Regions from separate parts of the Nomascus leucogenys genome. Here region 2 is linked to region 1. The links are chromatin contacts, called in public Hi-C maps. All regions are on one chromosome and are shown on one strand. Each heading gives the region's core, a stretch centred on a gene start, on an enhancer-like site or on the middle of the called end of the contact. The rest is flanking DNA. Distances are from core to core; before and after follow the strand shown. Region 1 has its middle 32 kb from the start of FOXL2. Region 2 overlaps PIK3CB (phosphatidylinositol 4,5-bisphosphate 3-kinase catalytic subunit beta isoform).

Region 1 (3,910 bases), core at 839-3,338:
AAACAAGGTATACCTAATACAAGAAAATAAAGCTGGCCGGGTGTGGTGGGTCACACCTGTAATCCCAGCACTTTGGCAGGCCAAGGCAGGGATCACTTGAGCCCAGGAGTTCAACATCAGCCTGAGGAACATGGCGAAACCTCATCTCTACAAAACAACAACAACAACAACAACAACAAAATTAGCTGGGTGTGGTGGTGCCCACCTGTGGTCCCAGCTACTTGGGAGGCTGAGGTGGGAGGATCACCTGAACTCAGGAGGTGAAGGTTGCACTGAGCCGAGATTACACCACTGCACTCCAGCCTGGGCGACAGAGTGAGACCCTGTCTGAAAAAAAAAATAAAACAAAACAACAGGCAAACCTACTACAATAAAATAAAACGGCCAGGCACAGTGGCTCACGCCTGTAATCCCAGCACTTTGGGAGGCAGAGCAGGGTGGATAGCTTGAGCCCAGGAGTTCAAGACCAATCTGGTAAACGTGGTGAAACCCCATCTCTACAAAAAAAAAAAAAAAAAAAGAAAGAAAAAAAAATTAGCCAACGCACGCCTGTAGTCCCAGCTATTCAGGAAGCTGAGGTGGAAGGATCACCTGAGCCCAGGGACGTGGAGGCTGCAGTGAGCCGTGATTGTGCCACTTCACTCCAGTCTGGGTGACGGAGTGAGACCCTGTCTCAAAAAAAATAATAATAATAAAATAAAACTGTTTTTGAATGGGCAAGAACTTGACAAAAACAAAAAATTAATCAAGTTATGCAAAAGGAAAAAAGTGAGAAACATCTGAGGATGCCCAATGCCTCCCTTCTGACACCCCCTACCTCCCACCCCCAGTCTCACCAATTCCAGAGCTGCCTCCAAGGTGCTTCCAGCCCTGAAGATAAATGGGCCATTCCTGCCCACACCAGGAAGGGGAGTGGACTTGACCCCCGGCCAAGAGTCCTGCCAAGATTAAGGAAGGAGAACCAGCAAACCTACATTTCCAGTGAGCACAGACCCATGTTCTCAGGAAGGGGAAAAATTCCAACAGGAACCACAGGAACTTTCTCCATTTTTAAAAATAGCGACCATGTATTCATTTTATTGTCACACACACACTTTATCAAGACCGAATAAAAGGAACAATATAGACAGGGGAGAAAAAAATAGAACTATGGAGCGGAGGTAAAGCCATTTTGAGCCCTCAGGGCATCCATGAAGTCAGGAAACTTGAGTTCCAACAGCAACAGAAGCCATTCTCATGCTTGGACTGGTCAGTGCTCAGCTCTTTTATATATTGTTTTGCTTTTTTTTTGAAACCAGGTCTCACTTTATCGCTCAATCTGGAGCTCAGTGGTGCCATCACAGCTCACCGCAGCCTGGACCTGCCAGGCTCAAGAGATCCTCCCACCTCAGCCTCTCGGGTAGCTGAGAGTACAGGCGCGCGCCACCACGCCCACCTGGCTCCGTATTTATTTATTTATTGTAGAGGCAGGGTCTCCCTATGTTGCCCAGGCTTGGTCTCGAACTGTTAGGCTCAAGCGATTCTCCTGCCTCAGCATCCCAAAGTGCTGAGATTACAGGAGTGAACCACCATGCCCAGCCATTGCTCAGTTCAAAGTCCAATCCTACCTTGGCGTAGGATTGTCATACCTTACGTATGTCAGTGACCCAGGCCCGCAGCCACTACGGGAAATGGACCCGGGATCCTGCAGAAGGGTTAGGGTCTGCAGATCCCGCTGGCCAAGCAGACCCCAAGGCGCGTCTGGGCTCTGAGGGCTGCGGGCAGCGGGGCTGGGGGCTGCGGGCTACGGGCTGTGGGCTGCGGCCGCCAGGTGGCGCCCTGACTTCTGTTCGGGGGCCTTCCCCTCCCTGCGGATCCCTGGGGCCCCCGCCAGGGCAGGGCGCTCGCCCATAGCGCGCCCGAAGGCTTGCGCGTAGTGTTCACAGACCGTGAAGAAGCCCGACCCCAAACACAGAGGCACTGCTTGCTTTGGCCCCAAAACCCTGGTGTAGGACCTAGGGGACGTAGGGCGGCAGGACGGACATTGGCCCGGCCCTCGCCTCCTCCTGTGACCCCGCAACCACTCACCTCCCGCGGGGAGAAGGGGCGTAAGGTGAGAGCCGAGCTGGGCCCGGAGGAAAGCTAGGCCCTCCAAGAATGTGGGGTCTTCGCCTTTGAAAAAGCGGGTCTTCCAGATGACGCCGTGGCAGAAAGCGCCAGAGCCCCAGCCTTCCTGCCCCGCCCTGCGCTGCGCCGCGCCCTCCCCCAGCCCTCCTTCCTCTTCCCGCCCCGGGCGAAAGCAGAAGTGTCCGAAAGTTGGGAGGAAATGGTCCGGGAGCTCCCGGGGTTTCCAGCTCGCCTGCGGAGCGCGGGGCTCCAGTGCGGCGCTCGCGGGGCCACCAGGGGGCGCTGTGAGGCGGGCCTGCCACCGGGGGCGCGGCTGTTGCGCCCAAGGGAGAGCCGTCGCTGCCAGCCTTAGATTTCTTTAGGAAGGGACAAAGTGATCTGGAGCCCAGGGCTGGGAGAGCCTCTTCGGGCTCCCACCTTCAGGCAGGATTAATGTCGAGCCCTGAAGGCGGGATCTCTGTCCCGCCCGCCGCTGCACTCTCAGCTCCTGGAACAGTGAATAATAGGGGCCATATTCACCAAATACTGACTGAGCGGCAACTAACACCAGGAAATGTCCTAAGTCCCGGTGATGAATCAGTGAACAAACAAAGCCTCTGCCCTAGTGAGGTTCATATTCTCCCCTGCGGGGATGGGGAAGACGATAAGCACAACAGAAGTGTAAATGCTTGTACGATGAGGATAGATGCTGTGGAGAAAAACTAAGCGGGATAAGGAGAGTGAGGCATACATGGTGCGGTGGAGACAGGAAGGTCAGGGAAGGCTCTGATCGGAGAGGGACGCTTCAGCAGATCCCTCCAGGAAGGCGCGAGTCGGCTAGGAACCGAAAAATAAGGAACACTTCAAACGTGTTAAATGAATGAGTTTTAGAGGCAAGATGCCACACTGAGCAATGGCCCCCTGGTGTGACCTGTCCTCCCTCTCTCCACACCTGTCTGCTCCCCTTCATCCATCCATTCATCCATCCAGCCATCCCACAGGCACCTACCTGCTCCATGCTGGACCTTATGTGGGGTATATTTCATTTCCATATCCCCTACACCCAAGGATATGGAAATGAAAAAGACACACTCCTGCCAGGTGCGGTGGCTCACGCCTGTAATCACAACACTTTGGGAGGCTGAGGCGGACGGATCACAAGGTCGGGAGTTCGAGACCAGCCTGACCAACATGGAGAAACCCCGTCTCTACAAAAAATACAAAAATTAGCTGGGCGTGGTGGCGCGCGCCTGTAATCCCAGCTACTCAGGAGGCTGAAGCAGGAGAATCGCTTGAACCCGGGAGGCGGAGGTTGCGGTGAGCCAAGATAGTGCCATTGCACTTCAGCCTGGGCGACAGAGCAAGACTCCCTCTCAAAAAAAAGAAAAGAAAAAGACACTCCTGGCCGGGCTCGGTGGCTCACGCCTGTAATCCCAGCACTTTGGGAGGCCAAGGCGAGCAGATCACGAGGTCAGGAGATAGAGACCATCCTGGCTAACTCGGTGAAACCCCATCTCTACTAAAAATACAAAAAATTAGCCAGGCCTGATGGCAGGCGCCTATAGTCCCAGCTACTCGGGAGGCTGAGGCAAGAGAATGGCGTGAACCAGGGAGGCGGAGCTTGCAGCGAGCCGAGATCACGCCACTGCACTCCAGCCTGGGCAACACAGCAAGACTCCGTCTCAAAAAAAAAAAAAGAAAGAAAGAAAAAGACATACTCCTTGAGGAGAAAAAGGGCCTCACTCTTACTCTGGTGGTACCAGAGAATAGCATAGCCCTTTCGGAGAGTAACTGGACAGCATCTCACTTTTAAATACGGCCACCC
Region 2 (4,186 bases), core at 777-3,276, 240 kb after region 1:
GATTGATAAGCCCAGGAGTTTGAGACCAGCCTTGGCAACACGGTTAAGCCCCATCTCTACCAAAAATACAGAGACACTAGCTGGGCGTGGAGGTGCACACCTGTGGTCCCAGCTACTTGGGCGGCTGAGGTAGGAGGATCACTTGAGCCCTGGAGGCGGAAGTTGCAGGAGCTGAGATGGTGCCACTACACTCCAGCCTGGGTGACAGAGTGAGACCCTGTCTCAAAAAATAAAATACAAATACATAAATAAATAAAAATAAAAATTCAACATCAGGTTTTTGAGGTTAGTCTCTCCCATTATGTTTAAATGTCATTTATTCCTTTCACTACTGTGTAATATTCTGTCATAGGGATATATCTTATTTAATTCATTCCCTATTAAGGAATATTTAAGTTTCTCCACATTTCCCTATTATAAATAATGCTTCAGTGAACAGTTTGTACAGTCTCCCTTGGGTGGTGCATTTGTGAGAATCTATGAGATTCACTGAAGAAATGACTGTCTCAGACAATGAAGTTTATCCATTTTCTTTCTAGGTTCAAAAATGAGGCTTATGTACTTTATGGTTGTTGAAAAATAAAAGCCCACAAAATAGTGTGGATACTATGATCCTTTTTTCTTTTTAAAATCGTGTATGTTTTAAGCTGTGTAATAGCCAAAAGAAATTACACAGACTCACCAATAGTGCTTACTTCTGGGGAGTGAAATTAGAAGTGTGAGAGAAGAGGAAACAACTTCCTATACTTTCTATTTTTTACACTATTTATAGGTTATATAATGGGCATGAATTTTACAATAAACCTAATCAAAATTGTGTTATAGGTAGTTTTAAAAAATGAATTCCCAGTTGCTTCACCATCTCCTTAAGTTTGCATTGGAGATCTCTTGTGGAGGGGCCACCTGGTTCTCCTTGGGCTGAGCCAAGTGTTTTTCTTAAACACATTGATCCCTCTGAGGAGATTGCGGTGATCCGTGTATTCCGTGTAGCTAATTCTGGTGGTTTTTCTATTGTGAAATTTTCTGGTTATGAGTTTTTGGTTTTAGTATATAGTGCCCTGGGTTTCAGTCCCAGATATCTGCCTTAGACTACTAATTCCTTAACCATTTATTACCCAAGACTATGGAGAGTAAGTGGAGCACTTGGGGCACTTGGGCTTCATACCTTATACTGCTGGAATTGCCTCTGATGGGAGTGTGTTTACAGGTGAATGGTTTGGAGATTGACACAAAATAAGAGAACCACTAATCTTAATTAATTGAACTCAGTTAATTACAATGTTATCTGTTATATTATTTCAATGATCAATTCGCACTTATAAATGTATGCACTTTCTCATCCTTCAAACTATTTGAAGTTAAGATTTTAATTGTACATTGGTTATCTGGGACGACTTACTTAACCCTAATGACAGCAAAGGAAAATAAATTGTGAAAGTACTGATGGAATTTTTATTTTAAAAATGATTGTTTTACTAAGCACAAATTTTTTAGCATGATCAGAAATCAGTATTAAAGTACCTAATATTTTTGGTAACTCTCAGCTGACTGAAAATACAGTCATGAATTTTAACAATCTGTAGTAGTCCATTTTCACACCATTATAAAGAAATACCTGAGACTGGGTAATTTATGAAGGAAAGATGTTTAATTGACTCACAGTTCCACATGGCTAGGGAGGCCTCACAAAACTTAAAATTATGGTAGAAGGCGAAGGAGAAGCAAGTACCATCTTCACAAGGTCGCAGGAAAAGGGAAAGAGCAGGGGAAACCACCTCTTATTAAGCCATCAGATCTTATGAGAACTCACTCACTGTCATGAGAATAGCATGGAGGGCCACATTGATTCAGTCACCTCCCACCAGGATGCTCCTTTAACACGTGGGAATTACAGGGATTATAATTCGAGGTGAGAATTGGGTAGGGACAAAAGCCATACCATATCACAATCTAATTCATTTGATTAAAGTATCTCTAGTATCTGTTCTTTGACCCTCTTCACTCCCCTTTCCCCATCTGAAATCTTCAGCTTTTTTTGTGATATTGTAACAGTGGTACAGTGAAGGCAAGCATGTAACAAGCTTGACCCAAAAGAACCATTGTGTTTCAACAAGTTCACATTTGATAGTTTGATAGGAAGGGATCTTTTTCTGGCACAGGTTGTTTGGTTACTCACTGTGTCTTTTGTTTCTTTCAGTGATGAAGAACTTTCTCAGTATCTTTTACAACTGGTGCAAGTTTTAAAATATGAGCCTTTTCTTGATTGTGCCCTCTCTAGATTCCTATTAGAAAGAGCACTTGGTAATCGGAGGATAGGGCAGTTTCTATTTTGGCATCTTAGGTAAGTCTTTTATATTTTAATTTGAGCCCACCATGTGCTTTAGTAACTATAAACCAGCATAATATATTTAATAGAAAAATAGCTGCTTAAGTTTTTTTCTGAACCATTTATAACATTTATATGGTTTTGGCGCCTTCTCCTATTTCTTGATACCAGCACTCTTGATTTTCATGATTTGACAAAGTAATTCAGTTATCCAAGACCCTTATGTGTCCCTCCATGCCTGCTTGATTTCTTCTTTATTTCTTCCTTTTTTTGTGTGTGTGTGTTGTCTACCTGCTTGATTTTTAACTGAAATTAATAATGTATTGCTATTTTCCAGTAAAATGTACTTATTGTCTTAATATATTTGGGCTCCATGCAGACCTATTTATTTCTTCTAGAAAGTTGTGGGTGGTACTGTCATTACTAGTGTTATTGAGTGAAGGTAAAGGTTTACTATAATGACAGCAATTTTATTCAATTTCTTTATTAAGTAGGTAATTTCCAGAAATACACGAACCTTACTTCACCAAGTTCATATAAGAGTAAAATCAGGAATGAGAACTAAAGTTATTCTTTTGTTTTCTAAGGAAATTGTATTAATAGATTTCTCATTTCTGACTCTGTACTCAGACATTTTTTTCCCTCCCAATCTGGACTTCATAGTACTGAAACTAATGCTTGTCAGAAAAAAAAACTACCTTTTTTCTTTCTTTCTCTCTTTCTCCTTCCTTCCTTCCTTCCTTCAAGCTTCCTTCCTTCCTTTTCTTTTCTTTTTATTCTTTTTTTTTTTTTTTTTTTTTGAGACGGAGTCTCGCTCTGTCACCCAGGCTAGAGTGCAGTGGCGCAATCTTGGCTCACTGCAAGCTCCGCCTCCCGGGTTCATGCCATTCTCCTGCCTCAGCCTCTCCGAGTAGCTGGGACTACAGGCGCCCGCCACCACGCCCGGCTAATTTTTTTTTGTATTTTTAGTAGAGACGGGGTTTCACCGTGGTCTCGATCTCCTGACCTCGTGATCCGCCCGCCTTGGCCTCCCAAAGTGCTGGGATTACAAGCGTGAGCCACCGCGCCCGGCCTCTTTTTATTCTTTTCTTCTTTTTTCTTTTCTTTGCCGAGCTTCTCAAAGGCAATAAGCTCCATAATGTTGTGCTCTTAATTTTAGTTTTATTTCTGAATATGGTTTTCTTATTCATATATTTTTTTCCACTCTTTTTTTACTTCCTTGTGTTGTTCTAGAACCTTTTCTTATTTTTAACTTGTCTTTTCTCATTCATTCAGTCTTAGTTTTTAAACCCCTCAGGGAATAACAAAATAAGTGTTCCTTCCTTTTTCAAATATGTACATCACTTTTTAAGTAAGAAAAAAATTGGAATAGATGCTAATCAGGGCATTAGTCAATTATTCAATACCAGTCAGATTTCACAGATACCTGTTTCAGCCTATTGTCTTTAAATTGGTAAGATTGCCTTACCCCTACAAAAGCAAATCAGGTAAGATGTACACATTTTAGATTTCTTGGAATAAAGAATTAACTAATTATAGAATATCATAGCTTTTGAACTTTGAAGTATTAACTAATTATAGAATATCATAGCTTTTGAACTTTGAAGTATTAACTAATTGTAGAATATCATAGCTTTTGAACTTTGAAGTATTAACTAATTATAGAGTATCATAGCTTTTGAACTTTGAAGTTTAACAAATTGGAAAGTTGACCCATGTCACTAATAATTATGCACAAAATAGCCAGGCGTGGTGGCTCATGCCTGTTCCAAGCACTTTGGGAGGCCAAGGCAGGTGGATCACTTGAGGCCAGGAGTTTAGACCAGCCTGGCCACATGGCAAAACCCTGTCTCTACTAAA

The links. A called contact is a pair of places that touch in the nucleus more often than the background predicts.
Region 2: a contact with region 1 is called in a Hi-C map of a lymphoblastoid cell line, with 10 times the contacts expected there. The contact joins two enhancer-like sites. A contact is called at or near these places in 2 of 4 Hi-C or Micro-C datasets (a lymphoblastoid cell line and an unstated tissue).

Annotation. Positions count from the first base shown.
Region 1 is chr8:11,883,408-11,887,317 of Asia_NLE_v1, forward strand. No RefSeq gene overlaps it. Among named protein-coding and RNA genes, the nearest start is that of FOXL2, 32 kb to the left of the region's middle. Within about 2 kb of position 2,089, the one cell type or tissue checked has an H3K27ac peak away from gene starts, as active enhancers do. A contact at or near this core is called in a lymphoblastoid cell line, where this site is marked.
Region 2 is chr8:12,121,210-12,125,395 of Asia_NLE_v1, forward strand. PIK3CB (phosphatidylinositol 4,5-bisphosphate 3-kinase catalytic subunit beta isoform) reads left to right here. Exons shown (of 24, transcript XM_030816749.1): 15 at 2,198-2,341. Among named protein-coding and RNA genes, the nearest start is that of FAIM, 82 kb to the right of the region's middle. Within about 2 kb of position 2,027, the one cell type or tissue checked has an H3K27ac peak away from gene starts, as active enhancers do. A contact at or near this core is called in a lymphoblastoid cell line, where this site is marked.